2 separate regions of the Bos taurus genome follow, and region 1 is linked to region 2. A link is a contact called in public Hi-C data. All regions are on one chromosome and are shown on one strand. Each heading gives the region's core, a stretch centred on a gene start, on an enhancer-like site or on the middle of the called end of the contact. The rest is flanking DNA. Distances are from core to core; before and after follow the strand shown. Region 1 overlaps GAS7 (growth arrest specific 7). Region 2 overlaps GAS7 (growth arrest specific 7).

The links. Hi-C and Micro-C count contacts between places; a contact is called where the count stands out from the background.
Region 1: a contact with region 2 is called in a Hi-C map of an unstated tissue, with 1.7 times the contacts expected there. The contact joins two enhancer-like sites. A contact is called at or near these places in 2 of 11 Hi-C or Micro-C datasets (liver and an unstated tissue).

The regions. Positions count from the first base shown.
Region 1 is chr19:29,187,517-29,191,694 of ARS-UCD2.0, reverse strand. All of the region lies in intron 1 of GAS7 (growth arrest specific 7), which reads left to right. Among named protein-coding and RNA genes, the nearest start is that of GAS7, 62 kb to the left of the region's middle. Within about 2 kb of position 2,909, at least 45 of the 102 cell types and tissues checked have an H3K27ac peak or open chromatin away from gene starts, as enhancers often do.
Region 2 is chr19:29,144,940-29,149,374 of ARS-UCD2.0, reverse strand. The region is part of intron 1 of GAS7 (growth arrest specific 7); the gene reads left to right. Among named protein-coding and RNA genes, the nearest start is that of GAS7, 100 kb to the left of the region's middle. Within about 2 kb of position 3,039, at least 15 of the 102 cell types and tissues checked have an H3K27ac peak or open chromatin away from gene starts, as enhancers often do.

The sequences.
Region 1 (4,178 bases), core at 1,660-4,159, 42 kb before region 2:
GGCCCAGTCCGGACCCCTGGCAGCACCGCCGTGAGAGCCTTCAGTTGTGGCCAGCAAGTCCATTTCCAGCCTGAGCTCATCAGTTTTGCCCCTGACCTCCTGACCCATATCCAGTTGGCATTGCCACTCAGCCTGTCCACACCACCCGCAGCCTGTCCTGCTCAGTGAACTCCAAGTCTGTCGCTTCAGCCGCTCTGGCCAAAAACCTTGACAGCCCCCTCCCGCCGCTTTCTCTCACGTCCTGTGTTTGGTTTGTCAGATAAGCACGTGAGCTCCTCCTTCCAGATACGACTTAAAAAAAAAAATTTCCAACCATCCCACTGCTGTCATTTTGCTCTGAGCCACAGCCACCAGCATCATGCCCTTTGATTTGAACAGTCGCCTCCTGACTCAGAACATCTGGATGGGCCCCTACGATAGCAGAGTAAATGCCGACGAGGTCCCCACCACAGCTGACAAGGAGCTACACAGTCAGACACGTGACTGCCCTGACTCTGGGGCCTCTGCTCCCCCTCCCTCGCTCACCTCCCTCACCCTGCCTCTCTGGCCCTCCTGCAGCTGTTTCAGGCACGCTTCCTCCTCAGGGCCCTGGCAGCCCCGCATGGCTCACTCCCTGCAGTGGACTGAGTAATGGTCTCCACTCCAATGGACTAGTAATGTCCATGGCCTAGTCCCCAGAGCCTGTGGGGACGTTACCTTACAAGGCAGATGGGATTCCGCAGGCGTAAGTCACTTAAGGCTCTTGTGATGAGGAGGTGGTTTTGGATTATTCCGATGGGTCCAATGTAAGGACAAGGATCTGTAGAAGAGGCAGGCGGGAGGGTCATGTCTGGAGTGGATGTGACAGCAGAAGCTAGAGACTCAGGATGTGGGGAAGGGGCCTCGAACCAAGGAATGCGGGCAGCGTCTAGAAGCTGAGAGGAGAGGCACGGACGCAGGTTCTCTTTAGGGCCTCTCGAAGGAGCTGCCTTGCCAGTACCATGACCCCTTTCTAGGCCTCTGACTCCAGAACTGGAAGACAACACATTTATATTGTAACTTTGAGCTTTGGTGTTCTTGTTGTTGTTTGGTTACTGAGTCATGTCCGACTCTTTTGCAACCCCCAAGGACTGCAGCCTGCCAGGCTCCTCTGTCTGTGGGATTTCCCAGGCAAGAATACTGGAGTGGGTTGCTATTTCCTTCTCCAGGGGATCTTCCTGACCCAAGGATCAAACCCACATCTCCTGCATTGACAGGCAGATTCTTTACCACTGAGCCACCTGGGAAGCCAATTAGTTTGTGATAGTTTGGTACAGCAGCCAGCAGAAACGAACCCACTCTTTCATCTCTTTTGAGTCTCTCCCTCACCCCACTGTGCCCACCCCTTTGCGTTACTTGGTTCTTTTCCTCCATCACTTGTCACATTTCAACAAAACTGAGTCATTTACTCATCTATCCAGCTGTTGTGTGTCTCTACTCACAGGGGTGTGAGTTCCGTTAATGTTACGATGTAGCATTGTCAGAGCCTAAGAGACCTTGTTGATCTCTAAACACAGCCTTATTTCATCAGAGTGAGATGAGGAGGGGTCCTGCTAAAAGCTATGGTGTTGCCAGGGTAATTTCTAGAGCCCTGAGGGCTCAGACCTCCCAGTGCTTCCACTCTCAAGCCGTTATCTCTTTAGGGCTCCTCCTCCCTGAGGCCACACCCAGGGATAGCAGGGCCTGCTCACAGCCGGTGCTTAGAACTTGAAGGCTGGGAATCAGTCTTGGCTGAGGATTCTCCAGGCAAGAATACTGGAGTGGGTAGCCATTCCCAGGGGATCTTCCCGACCCAGGGATCACGCTCGAGTCTCCTGCATTGCAGGCTGATTCTTTACTGTCTGAGCCACCAGGGAAGCCCTCCTTTCCCTTGGCAGAGGAGTTGGTGGGTGAGGCAGGGTCTTACAGGAAGCCTGGAGATTCTCCCCAGGGAGTAGGGATGGGGAAGCTGATGGTCTTGTCCCCAGCAGCCTGTGTGGAAGATGGAGTGTTTGGAAGAAGGAAAGGAAGAGAAGATATGAAACAGTAGTGATGAGCAAGCAGGTAGGACAAGAGTTGTGTACCCACGATGGGCACCTGGGCTTGAGGACCCCAAAATGACATGGCACATGGCCAGGGAGGAGCAAAGGATATAGAAGACCTTCTTTTTAGAGGGCCTGAGGTTTGCTTCCCCAAGACACAGCTGCAGGGTGCAAAGGGTGACGGGTTGGCTGTTGGGAAGACTCCTTCCTGCTGTCTTCTCCAGGGAGGACATGGTTTGAAAGGCTTCCTGGATTGGGGAGGGGAGGTGACATTTTTGCCCCTCTCCCCGCAGGCTGCTGCTGAAGTGCGGTTAGTGATGAGCCTACAGCTGTGTTTTTGCACTGCTCCACCCTCCCTCCCGTCCGCCCGTCCCACAGGGCTCCCCCTCCCTCCCTCCCTTGTCCTCCCCCTGCTGGCGGGTGACTCACTCTGCTCTTGTGCAACAGCCCAGGCTCTCGGAGCAGAGTTGTTTTCCTCGGTGCATCAGCTCCCCTCCTGATTTATGTCTTTCCATTTGGGTTAATGCTTTCCACATTTGGGTCTGAAGATTAGTGTGTGGCTCAGGGCTGCAGCCACCAAAACCCCAGCGCCCTGCTTGGGTCTGGCATGGAGAAGCCAGCTAGCCAGCCAAACAGACAGCCAGACAGACAGAGGGCAGCTTGGAGCTTTACCTGGAGGCCATCCTGCCTCTGGCCAGCCTCCTTGCCTCCCGGAGAAGGCAGAGAGGGAGGCTCACAGGCTCTGCACCCGGCTTGCCCGGGACTTGTGCTGTTTCCTGTGAAGGGCGCACAGCGTGGAGGGTGCGAAGAGGTAATCGCCCGAGCCTGTGACTTCCCATCAGAGGAGCTGCATCGTCGTCGGGAAGTGAGCAGCACAAGTCATAGGGCGTGGAGAAGTGATATCTCTGTGGCTGTGAAAGCTGCCGTACAACACATTGTGTGTGTGTGTTTCTCTCTCTCTCTTCGTGGAACAATAATATTACCTTCGTTGCCATGGTGTTGTTGTGGGGGTGGCTAATTGGACGCAGACCTGATACGGGCTGGTGTCCATAGTGATTATCGGACGCAGCCGTGGAGCCCGCTTGCATTTGCTCCCCTAGCTTGAGAGGCTGGCGGGGCATCATCGCCATGGCAATGGGCGCCCTGGGGTAGGGTGGCACCCTGGTCCGGAAATGGACCCAGAAACCAGGGCTTAGGCAGGGGCCGGAGCAGCCCTGATCACTTCCAGGGCTGGAACACAGCCTGGGTTTGCTGAGGACCAGGGTTTAAGGAACTCCTCATCCTCCTCGGAGGCCCTGGACCACAGGGGAGCGGATGGGGCATCTGTGGCACCGGGAGGGCCGGGGGGTTGACTCGAGGCTGCTTGCTGTGCAGCTGTTCCCCTGGGCCTCCTCACCTGGCAGGTGCCATCTTCCCACCAAGGTTGTAGCATCCATGCAGAAGGAGGTATATGGGGTAGGTTTTAAACTCTTTGTTGAGTGTGAATCCCAGGAATGTATCTTTGTTAGTTTTATTCTTACTGAATATGTCATATATAGATGAATTCTGACATTTGATGAGCACTAAGAAATACAGCAGGCTTCCCAAGTGGTGCTAGTAGTAAAGAACCCGCCTGTTAATGCAGGAGACATGAGAGATGCAGGTTAGATCCCTAGTTCAGGAAGATCTGCTGGAGGAGGGCATGGCAACCCACTCCAGTATTCTTGCCTGAAGAATCCCATGGACAGAGGAGCCTGGCAGGCTACAGTCCATGGGGTTGCAAAGAGTCAGACATGACTGAAGTGACATGAGCACATTTTTACTGAATAGGTAATATATAGATGAATTCTGACATTTGACAAGCACTAAAAAATAGAGTGAACGTTGGCCTACCTCTTACCCCGTCCTCTGCCTCTCAGTTCACCTCTCAGAAGTGAGCAAGTTATCACTTTCTTGTGGGTGTGGAGGAAATCATGCAGATGTTTGCAAATGTACATGTGTCTTTACTTCCCTTCACACTGTGATGGCTTCCTCTTCTTCACCTTGCTGCTGCTGCTGTTTTTTAAACCCTGTAACAATAAATCAATGGAAAGAGCATATTTTGTTTGTTTTTTAAAATGCCTTCCTGCCTCATTTCACCAATGTGCCTTCCTGGAGGAA
Region 2 (4,435 bases), core at 1,790-4,289:
TCTACCTTGAAGACAGGACACTGGGCTCAAACCAGTTCTGTGTCTTGTTAGTGGTAAGACCTTGGTTTATTCGATTCTAAAATGAAAATGATTTGATTATAAAATGAATACTTCTCTCCTAGGATTCTTGTAAAGGTCACATAAGCCACAATAGATATGTTACTGACCCAGGATTGACAGTGCTTAAGCAAGAAGAGCTCCAGAGAAGATAAGGACAAATGGTGAAGTGCAGACAGAGGGAATCGATTTTGCGGGGGGAAAGAGACCTGGTCCTTTGTCCTCCTTGTTATCCAACATGTGTGCTCAGTCATGTCTGACTCTTTGTGACCCCATGGACTGTAGCCCGCCAAGCTCCTCTGTCCATGGAATTTCCCAGGCAAGAATACTGGAGTGAGTAGCCATTTCCTTCTCCAGGGCATCTTCCCAACCCAGGAATCAAGCTGGCATCTCCTGCATTGCAGGCGGATTCTTTACCACTGTGCCACCTGGGAAGCCCAACCTGTCTCATTTTTAGGAGCTTGAAGTCAGGGTTGGAAGCATTCTCTCCAGGTGTCCTGGCTGATGGCAACAATTCAAATGAAGGCGCACGCGGGCCCCTTTGGGAAGGTTGCCAGGCCCTTGTGTAGGGCTTTGTGTAGGTGGGTTCACAGCTCTTGTGCAAGGCCGTGTCTGTTTCTTGATCTGATTTGCTAGCGGTCACCAACTTCCCAGGAACCCTGGTGATATAGGTGTTTCCAGGCCCCACAGATTTTACTGGCCCCTTCTGCTGGTCCCCAAAATCCTAGTCTTGCCCCACGGAGCGTGCTGATTCCCTGTCACGTGCTGTTCCTCTTTGTCCTTCAGCGAGCTCGGTCTGTGTCAGGAAGGTCATATGGTGTCACTCTGAGAGGTTAGCCCGCAAGCTGTGCAGCAGGAGTGACTCAGCGTTGGGGACCTCAGCTGATGAGTCTCCTAAAGGTTGCTCAGTGGTTTCATGGGGATGGAACAGTGTGGAAGTACAGCTGATACTTACAAAGTTTCTTCCATCATTTTGGCCCTCTTATTCAGTCTTTGCAAGAATTTTGTGCAGGGGGAGGTGGTATTTCCGTTTTTGCATGTGGAAAAGAAAAAGAGGTTCAAAGAGGTGAAGTGACTTGCCTGAGGTTATATGGCTGGTACGCTGTAGAACTTACACTTGAACTTCCTCTGCCCTGGCTGAAGGTGAGAAGCTAGGTTTAAGGACAAGCAGAGGCATGTCTGTGGCCATCCATGTGGTTTGTGGGGGTTGCCTCTTCTCTTTCTTATCCGTGTCCACAGCCCAGACATCGTGCATAACCTTCTTTAGGGAGCCCCCGTCGCGGAGCGGAGGCTGTGGTTCCTCGAAGCCTCTGGAATCTTCCAGGCCTCCTTGTTGGAATGGAGCTTTGCATTTCAATGAGTGGAAAAAAAATAAGCAGAAGAGGCTTTGCCAAAAGGGAAAATCAAGTGCGTTTATGACTCCTCTTTGTGTGCACAGATGTTTCCTCCCGGGTCACCCCCCCTTTGCGGGGGCTCACTGGCCACAAACAGATGGGAAGTGGCTCATGGTTGAGCTGAGAGCCAGACTTGTTGGCAAAGGTCTTCTTGCATGGAGCCGTGTGGGGGTCAGCCTGGGGAGGGGTCCTACGTGGGGTTTGGCTTCTGCCATGCCATCTGGCCGGACCTAGTTCTCCAGCCCTGATGGCAACATTAGCACCAAGGCTTAGGGCCAAAGATCAAGGAGGAGGAGGCTTGTCGTCTAACCTCAGTCTGCCTCTGAGCCTCAGTTTCCCCATCTGTAAAATGGCAACATGAGATTAAGTGATCTCTACAGTCCTTCTGATCTCTTAATTTTTGTGTTAGCCCTGCATTGGTTGAGTAAGTTCTTTACTGTTGCTCATTTTGTCTTAGTTCATTTTCTTAAAAATAAAGACATTCCCCCCCCCACCCGACCAAATCTCCCTGTCATTTGAAAGATAACACTATGAACCCTAATCTGATAAATAGTTTTCATTTTAGGGGATGGCAAATGAGGTGTGACATGTCAAGGGGGGTTTTACTAGCAAATGTTATCTAAATATTTTGTATTCCCTGGTGGCTCAGTGGTAAAGAACCTGCCTGTCGATGTAGGAAGTTCGAGTTTGATCCCTGGGTTGCGAAGATCTCCTGGAGAAGGAAATGACAACCCACTCCAGTATTCTTGCCTGGGAAATCCCATGGACAGAGGAGCCTGGCAGGCTGCAGTTCATGAGGTTGCAAAAGAGTCAGATACGACTTAGCGACTAAAACAACAATAAGTGAGATGGGATATATCGAGGGAGATTTTATCGGCAAATATTATCTAAATATTCTTCATAAGGCTATATGCATGCATTAACTCGTAATGGAATAAGTTAAAGCGTTTTTTTAAATGCACTTAAAATGAATATGCTCATTATAGAAAACTTGGAAAATGCAGAAATAAGAAAAAATAGTTAGCATTCTTTTCTGTTTTTTTTCTTTGCTGTGCATATTTGTCTACATAATTGGGATCATATGGTACATCTAACATTGTATATGCTGATTTTGGGGGGAAAGGCACTATTTACGACTACATCTTTAAAGAAGAATTTTTAATTTTTAAAATTAACTCTAAATTTTGAACGTGATGAAATAAATTGCAACAGCCAGAGGAATCCCGCAAAACAAAGAGAGCCTTTGTAACATTTTCATGTGTTTCCTTTGTGCTCTGCTTGGAGTTGGGGGGAGCGTTATTTTCCGTGGTTGAGATCATGCTGCATACTCTCATTTCTAAAACTGGAACCACTCAGAGAAGATGATATAAAAGAGGGTTTTGATGGCGGAAAACATTGGCTATTGAGGGGTTTATGAGTCTTTCCTGTTTAAGGGTGTGGAGGAAGATTTGGTTCATTCAGTGTGAGTTTTGAATGTGCAGAAGATCATAACCCAAGTTCTTTGGCAGAGAAAGTGGCCCCTGTGATGTTCCCACATCACTTGGACCGTGGTAGATGAAGAAACAATGACTTGTTGTTGGGTGTGTCTCCCAGCGCAGCATCCACAAAGCTTCAGTAGCTGCTCCCCCCAGCCATCGGCTTGTGCTTGGACAGAAAAGGTGGCATCAGTTACTGATGTGCCCCACATGTGGCCAGAGGCTTCGTCTGTACTGGCCGTAAAGGATGTTGCAGGAGAAACGTGTATCATAGTTCCAGGGTGGGAGGAAAGCTGCAGAGGAGGACCAAGGGAAATACTCGGTACCAAACCCTGCAGCTGGACAGTCCCCCAGACTGCACAGTTTGCTGGATTTCTGAGTTGAGGGTCGGTGCACTAAGGAAAGGAGAAGGCAGTGGCACCCCACTTCAGTACTCTTGCCTGGAAAATCCCATGGACAGAGGAGCTTGGTAGGCTGCAGTCCATGGGGTCACTAAGAGTCAGACACGACTGAGTGACTTCACTTTCATTTTTCACTTTCACGCATTGGAGAAGGAAATGGCAACCCATTCCATTGTTCTTGCCTGGAGAATCCCAGGGACCGGGGAGCCTGGTGGGCTGCCGTCTATGGGGTCGCACAGGGTTGGACACGACTGAAGCGACTTAGCAGCAGCAGCAGCAGCAGCAGCACTAAGGAATGCATCTAGGAGATTTCCCTGGTGATCCAGTGGTTAAGACTTCGCCTTCCAATGCAGAAGTGGAAGTTTGATCCCTGGTCAGGGAGCTGGGATCCCACGTGCCTCGTGGCCAAAAAGCCAAGGCATGAAACAGAAGAAGTGTTCTAACAAATTCAACAGACTTCAAAAATGGTCCACATTAAAAAAAAAAAAAAAGGCATTTATATGGTTATTCCCCTGGCAGCATCTTCTTAATTTTGATTTCTCTCTCAATGTCTGGAGAGTAAGTGGGTGGTGTCTTCAACTTGCATGTCTACAGGAACATTCCTGTTCCTTTCATGACAAATATTAATATAACTCAGCTGGATATGTACATCTTGAATGTCTTAACTTTTTGGACAGAAACTCACATTTACAGCTCAGTCTTTTCCATCACTCAACAAATGTTTATTAGACACCCACAGGGATGAACAAAACCATGGTGATGCCCATTAAACTTTGACCTCAGTGGGATATGTTTTCTAGCACTTTCAGATGGTCCACGCCAGGCCCTGATGAGCTGTGAGCGAAATAAAGCCTTCCCCACATGGAGCTTTTTATTCTAGTGGGAAGTGTTCTCTGTTAGTAGGAGCAGAGGAAAAGTCTGGAGAAGGACTGATTTCCTGATAGCATTTTTCTTGTGCTTGTTGGTGTGCATGATTTTTGTCATTGATTGTTGATTTTCATATATTTGTTCTGGTCTTTTCTAGTGGAATACTACTTAAACCTACACTGATTCATTATATCCTTGCTTTCTGTGCTTTTCAGTTTTGGGTGATCCTTTTAAGTTTACT